Linked DNA regions of Arachis hypogaea: region 1 is linked to region 2. A link is a contact called in public Hi-C data. All regions are on one chromosome and are shown on one strand. The core of a region is the stretch at or near the end of the contact, and the rest is flanking DNA. Distances in the headings are between cores, read along the strand shown.

What was found. Hi-C and Micro-C count contacts between places; a contact is called where the count stands out from the background.
Region 1: a Hi-C map of leaf shows a contact between it and region 2, with 2.1 times the contacts expected there. The contact joins the promoter of LOC112778545 here to the promoter of LOC112775824 in region 2. A contact is called at or near these places in 3 of 8 Hi-C or Micro-C datasets (leaf and an unstated tissue).

What each region holds. Positions count from the first base shown.
Region 1 is chr19:98,217,584-98,220,283 of arahy.Tifrunner.gnm2.J5K5, reverse strand. It overlaps LOC112778545, which reads right to left and starts at 1,346. Exons shown (of 4, transcript XM_025822852.1): 1 at 1,313-1,346; 2 at 491-764. The coding sequence starts at 1,346. It overlaps LOC112775088 (granule-bound starch synthase 1, chloroplastic/amyloplastic), which reads right to left. Exons shown (of 14, transcript XM_025818555.3): 12 at 2,565-2,651; 13 at 2,349-2,477; 14 at 1,622-1,969. The coding sequence ends at 1,853.
Region 2 is chr19:97,856,509-97,859,208 of arahy.Tifrunner.gnm2.J5K5, reverse strand. LOC112775824 (nuclear pore complex protein NUP98A) reads left to right here and starts at 1,260. Exons shown (of 13, transcript XM_025819708.3): 1 at 1,260-1,763.

The sequences.
Region 1 (2,700 bases), core at 97-2,596, 360 kb before region 2:
CACCAGACCATCCCTAAAACCCACCATAAGAGGCTCCTCCTGATGATATAATTTCTTGTAGAACTCTCTAATAGCAATTTTTATTCTTACTTGATTTCTTACCAACCTTCCATTAATTACCAGTGCATCAATCCTGTTGTTCCTCCTTCTTGTTGAAGCTATCTATTTCCAGGGTAATTCTTTTCTCACATACCACTTCTCACAAAAAGTCACTAACGCCTTTCTTCTTGCCTCCACCGTTCCGGGATATACTCCATTGCTTACCATGTTATCTATCTTCTTGATCTCTTCCTCAAATTTCGTAATTTTGTTATCCATGTCTCCAAAATTGTCTCTATGCCATCTCCCCAAAGGAATTGTCAAGGCCTTCAATTTATTTATGAATTGTAGCTCCCCTAGCCCCCTCTATTCCTCTTTTACCATTCTGAAAAAATCTTCATGTGTAAACCATGAGTCTAGGCTTCTAAACGGTCTAGGTCCATCTCTCAACCTTGAATCTTCCACTATCATCGAGCAGTGATCTGACAAGCCCCTCGGTCCTCCTCTTAAGCGAATCTCAGGGAACTCCTCAACCCATTCCAGACTAACCAGAACTCTATCAATCCGACTGCAGGAACGACCTCTGAACCACGTAAAATTACGGTCATTAAGCAGTAAGTCCAACAAGTTTATATCTTGTATCCAATCTTTGAAGTCTTCAGCAGATGCTGTTAGGCTAGTAGTATCTTTTCTTTCCTCAACGTTTACAATCTCATTAAAGTCTCCTATAAAACAACAAGAGACCTAACACAATTTAGCAGTATAGCTCAACTCCTCCCACATAACAAATTTTTTCTCTTTAATATGAGCACCATAAACCAAAAAAACAACACAGTTGAAATTATTTTTTAATATGATCCCTTCCACACATAACTATCTCTCCCCTTTTCAAAATTATTAATAATAAATAATAATGTCAAATATTTACTTTCTCCAAACATGTGGATGAAAAACATACTAATATTCATATCTTATTACATGTATTAGATGTGAAAATTATTATATCAATAAACCCACAAGGGCCTACATCAGTGTTATACACTCATAAATATCATATTAACTCAGATATCATTTATTATGGAATAAAATATAAACCACATTTCAAATGATGAAGCCACCTGATACAACAATAGATGATAGAAAATGTATAAGTTGATACAATATCTCAGAGTCACATCATACGAATACAATATTAACATAATACACAATATTTTCCATTGGTAAAACTTGATGCATGCAAACAACAATTTAGATTTGCATTGAACGATCTAACGGTTCGCAATGTCATCTTCATGTGAAGATGTCATTATAAGAGCATTTACTTTGCAGTAATCTGAATCTGAACTTTGAAATTACATAAAGTGCAAAACCAATGGCAAAAGAATATATAAGAAAACAGATATGGCATGCTTCTCTATGAAGCCTATCTACTAATAGTTTATACACTAATAGAGTACATCATTACCCAAGAGTCAGGTGCTTCAAGTTTAATTGATAGAGTTTACACACCTTACTCTGTTGCTCATGTTGGATATAAGTTAGTGTCTTTTTGTTTTAACCCTTTTTATTTTTCGAGATGAAGTTTATGTTAGTTACTTAGTTTTATAAATTGCTTGCAAAAAGAACTTTACACTCAAGTTCCAATATAAAACTACCGGATCCCTTGGAACCCAGTTGATAATTTTATGAGCTGATGGCTATACCTACAAATTAAACCATAATGCAGGCCAAGCATTACATAAATTTCTTGGCCATGGCCATTACTTTGTGAACTAAGGAAATATATTTATTATCTATCTATTAGGGACGGTGTTCAAGGGGTGGGTAGGTTTTCCTTTGCGAGAGGAGCAATCTCCTCTCCTTCAATTCCAGGTTCACTGCCAGCAACGCCAAGGCTCAACAGCATCTTTTCCCATAGTTTTGCTGGTTCCTGCAACATAATCAATCATCCTAATGATTAGTGGAACTTTATTTTTCCGTTTATGTTTTATATCTAAACAAGCGTGCTATAAGTAAATAGCATGAGATCATTCCCTTGCCTTGGCTTGTCTAACAACTTAAGCTTTCGGGAGGGATGATTTTCATGTCATGCCATCAAAACTTTTAATAACAAATAGGTCTAGAATTCAATCATTGTTACTCTCCATTTTTCTGAATAAAAGTTGAAATTTTGAAAAATGGTAGGATGGGCCTGTCACTTGTGTAAAAGGACATATTATATAAAAAAAATTATTCGCAATTCTTACGGAATAGTTTAAATTTTAAAGAGAAATAGTTTAAGTTACATGCTGCGTGGTGTGTGCTATTACCTTCCATGAGAAGTCTTGGGCCATGCAGTTCTGGACTATCTCTTTCCAGACCGGGGTACCGAAGGTTGTAAGGGCTCTAATGACGGTAGAAGTTAACTTTTCCACATCAGCTGGGTCAACAGCATCACACTGAAGAACAAACGCAAGTTATCAATCTTTAGTTAACTCCTCTATCAAATCAAAATGAAACAAGGGTATTTGTATACATCTTTATACCTCAACACTGAATGCTCCAGCATGGAATCCAGTATATCCTTCTATCACGGTGTCAACAAGTCCTCCAGTTGAGGAAACTATCGGAACCTGTTGCAATGTCGCAGCAGAATTAATGCCTTAGACAATGAAACAAAAA
Region 2 (2,700 bases), core at 11-2,510:
ATGTTCAAACCTTGCCTCTTTGCTCACAAACCTTCCATGTTGATTGCATCGATACTTGGCTTCGTTTCCACACAAGCTGCCCTCTCTACCGCGCTGGGGTTCTCTCTGCCGCTTTGCTGTTTGCTCTCATGTTCGCTGCCAGGATCTGACCAAGCCTTGACGCCGACGAATATGGCTCGAAATCAGCAGGGGAAGTAAGGGATTGGACTCCAGTTGCAAGGAGAAGAATTCAATTCGGCCGAAGGGGAGTGGAGCGCGGTAGATTTCGATGGATTTTCATAGGAACAGGAAAACCTAGAATAAATGAAAAGAGAACTGTGAGGTTGAGGATGAGGCACTTGAAGTCGGGTTTAATTGTTCGTACGTTTTTAGGGTTGGGTATAGATTTCTGCATCTGAGATTGCAGAGTTTCTTCTTTTGCGGGCTTTGGGTTTAATGGAAAATTGGATATCTCCACCATTGTTACACCAATTGAGGCTGTGAATTCTAACTCTAGTCTCTAGATTTTGTGTATTCAAACTCTGGCATGTGCTTAAGTTGGCTGAATTGGGTGTTTTATGATGGGGTGAAGTTTTGAACTTTTAGATGAAGGTTGAGAACCGGTCCAAGAGTAGTAGAGGTGGTGATGGCGGTGGTGGTGACGGTGATGGTGTTAATGGTGGTGAAGAAGTGTTTGGGTAGTAGTGAGATTTGAGATTAGAAAAATGGTGGTGAAGATAAGGGTAATTTAGAGATTTTAGGTGATTTGTTAGTGTTTGAATAATTTTGTTGTGCAAAATCCATATTTCATGGGTACAAATAGTAATTTCTTTTTTTTTATGGGTAGATATGTCAGCGTTTTTAACTTTTCTGGATACAAATAGTAATTTACTCTAAATTTTTCGTATACTATATACCAATAGAATAAAATTGAAACATTTTGAAAATATTAAATATTTAAAATTAACATTGCGTTTTTTTTCCCCAAAAAAGGCAATTGGTGTTCAGGGAAATGCTAATGCTACTAAAATATAAAAATAATAGATAAAATAATAAATCATTGGTTTTAACTTTTTTATTTTTCTTTTTGTAAAAATGTATGTAGCTCAGTTTTTAATTTTTAAAAATAATATTGTAGCCTAATTAACAGGTTATCTTTTTTTCAATTTTAATTATCCATATAAAAAATAACAAAATGAAAAGATAATATTAGAGAAAAATAAATAAAACATAAAAATTTCAAGCTAAATAAAATAAATAAATGATTTCCTGCCATACTCGTAGAAGATGGTTTACCTTCGTGATTTTAACGCTATATTTCCAATTTTTTTTTTCTGTTTAGGACGGAATTTTAACGCTATGATGCAGCACTTATTACTATTAGTCATACAATCCCCATTCTCTCTGTCACTGTGACCCAAACCCCCATTTCTCTCTCTCTCTCTCCTCCTCTCTCTCTCCCCTAATCCACCACCGTTCCCACTCTTCGGAACCAAGATCCATTTCCCAACAATATCACTGTAAGTTTTTCTCTCTTTCGTTGCGCCATCTTTTTTTTTTTTTTTGTTTAAGAACGCCTCCGTTTTTTTTTAAAGTTTCCGTCGTTTTGTCACGTCGTTTCCGTCTGCTCGAGCTGTGCTTCCTGCTCGTGTTGTCGCCGCGCCTCCCTCGCCTCTCTCTCTCTCTCTCTCTCTCCTCACGTCTCAGCAATAACCCCAGAGAGAGTTTAATTTGTATTCTGCAACCTTGTTCATCTTTTTCAAGCACAAGATCTTCTTCTTCAGGTAAGGATTTGGGTTAAGGATACCTCAGTATTTTAATGTATTTATGTATCTATAATTGCTTGACATCTTAGAAATCTAGGTATTCATCTATGTTTCTCTTTGATAATTTTTTTTTTTCCTTTTAAACTGTTAGTGCTTCTGCTAGAACATGTGGTTTGACATTGTTTTATGTTTAGATTTTTATGTTTTATTTTTATGTATTTATTTTTTTGATGAACTCTGTTTGTGCTGTGAGTTATTGGCATGAGGGTTTGTGTTAGGTTTGAAAAATTTTGTCAAATAGGTATGTCATATTTGGTAATATATATGTTGATGATTTTTATCGAAAGCAATGAAATATATGACATATGATGTAGTTTATGGTAGTATTTGATTTGTTTATTACTATGTTAGTGAAATTTGATTTGTGAAGGTAGATGTAATAATTCCTTTATCAGTCAGAAAAGCACAATTTTGGAGAGTGTTGGTGTTAATTTGATGATTCTAGATTAGTAAATCCTTTTCATGTTTTCAAGTTTTACATGTTTAGTGGGCAGTAAAACTCAAAGGTGTTTGTTTTGTCCTGTATTCCTCAGTTTTTGATACGGGTGAAAAGCTTTTTGAGCCAATTGACAATGGGGTTTATTAACGAGTATTAATTTATCACTACAAGGAAAATGCTGTTCGTTTCCTCACTTTTCAGGAGTTGAAACAAAATAAAATGGAAGAAACTGCTTTCCTCTCTGTAGATTTTGGCAGAGAAAGATAATATATAATTCTTTTAATACTTTTTTTCTTTATTTATTTATTAAAAGTATTGTAATCTATAATGCCAGTTCCACTTGCTCCTTATCCAACACCATCGGCTCCATATACTCCTTCTCTATCTGCAAATGGTATCTTAATTTTTCTTGATGTGTGCCTCCTTGGATTTTTTTTTTCTACTGTCTAATTTTCT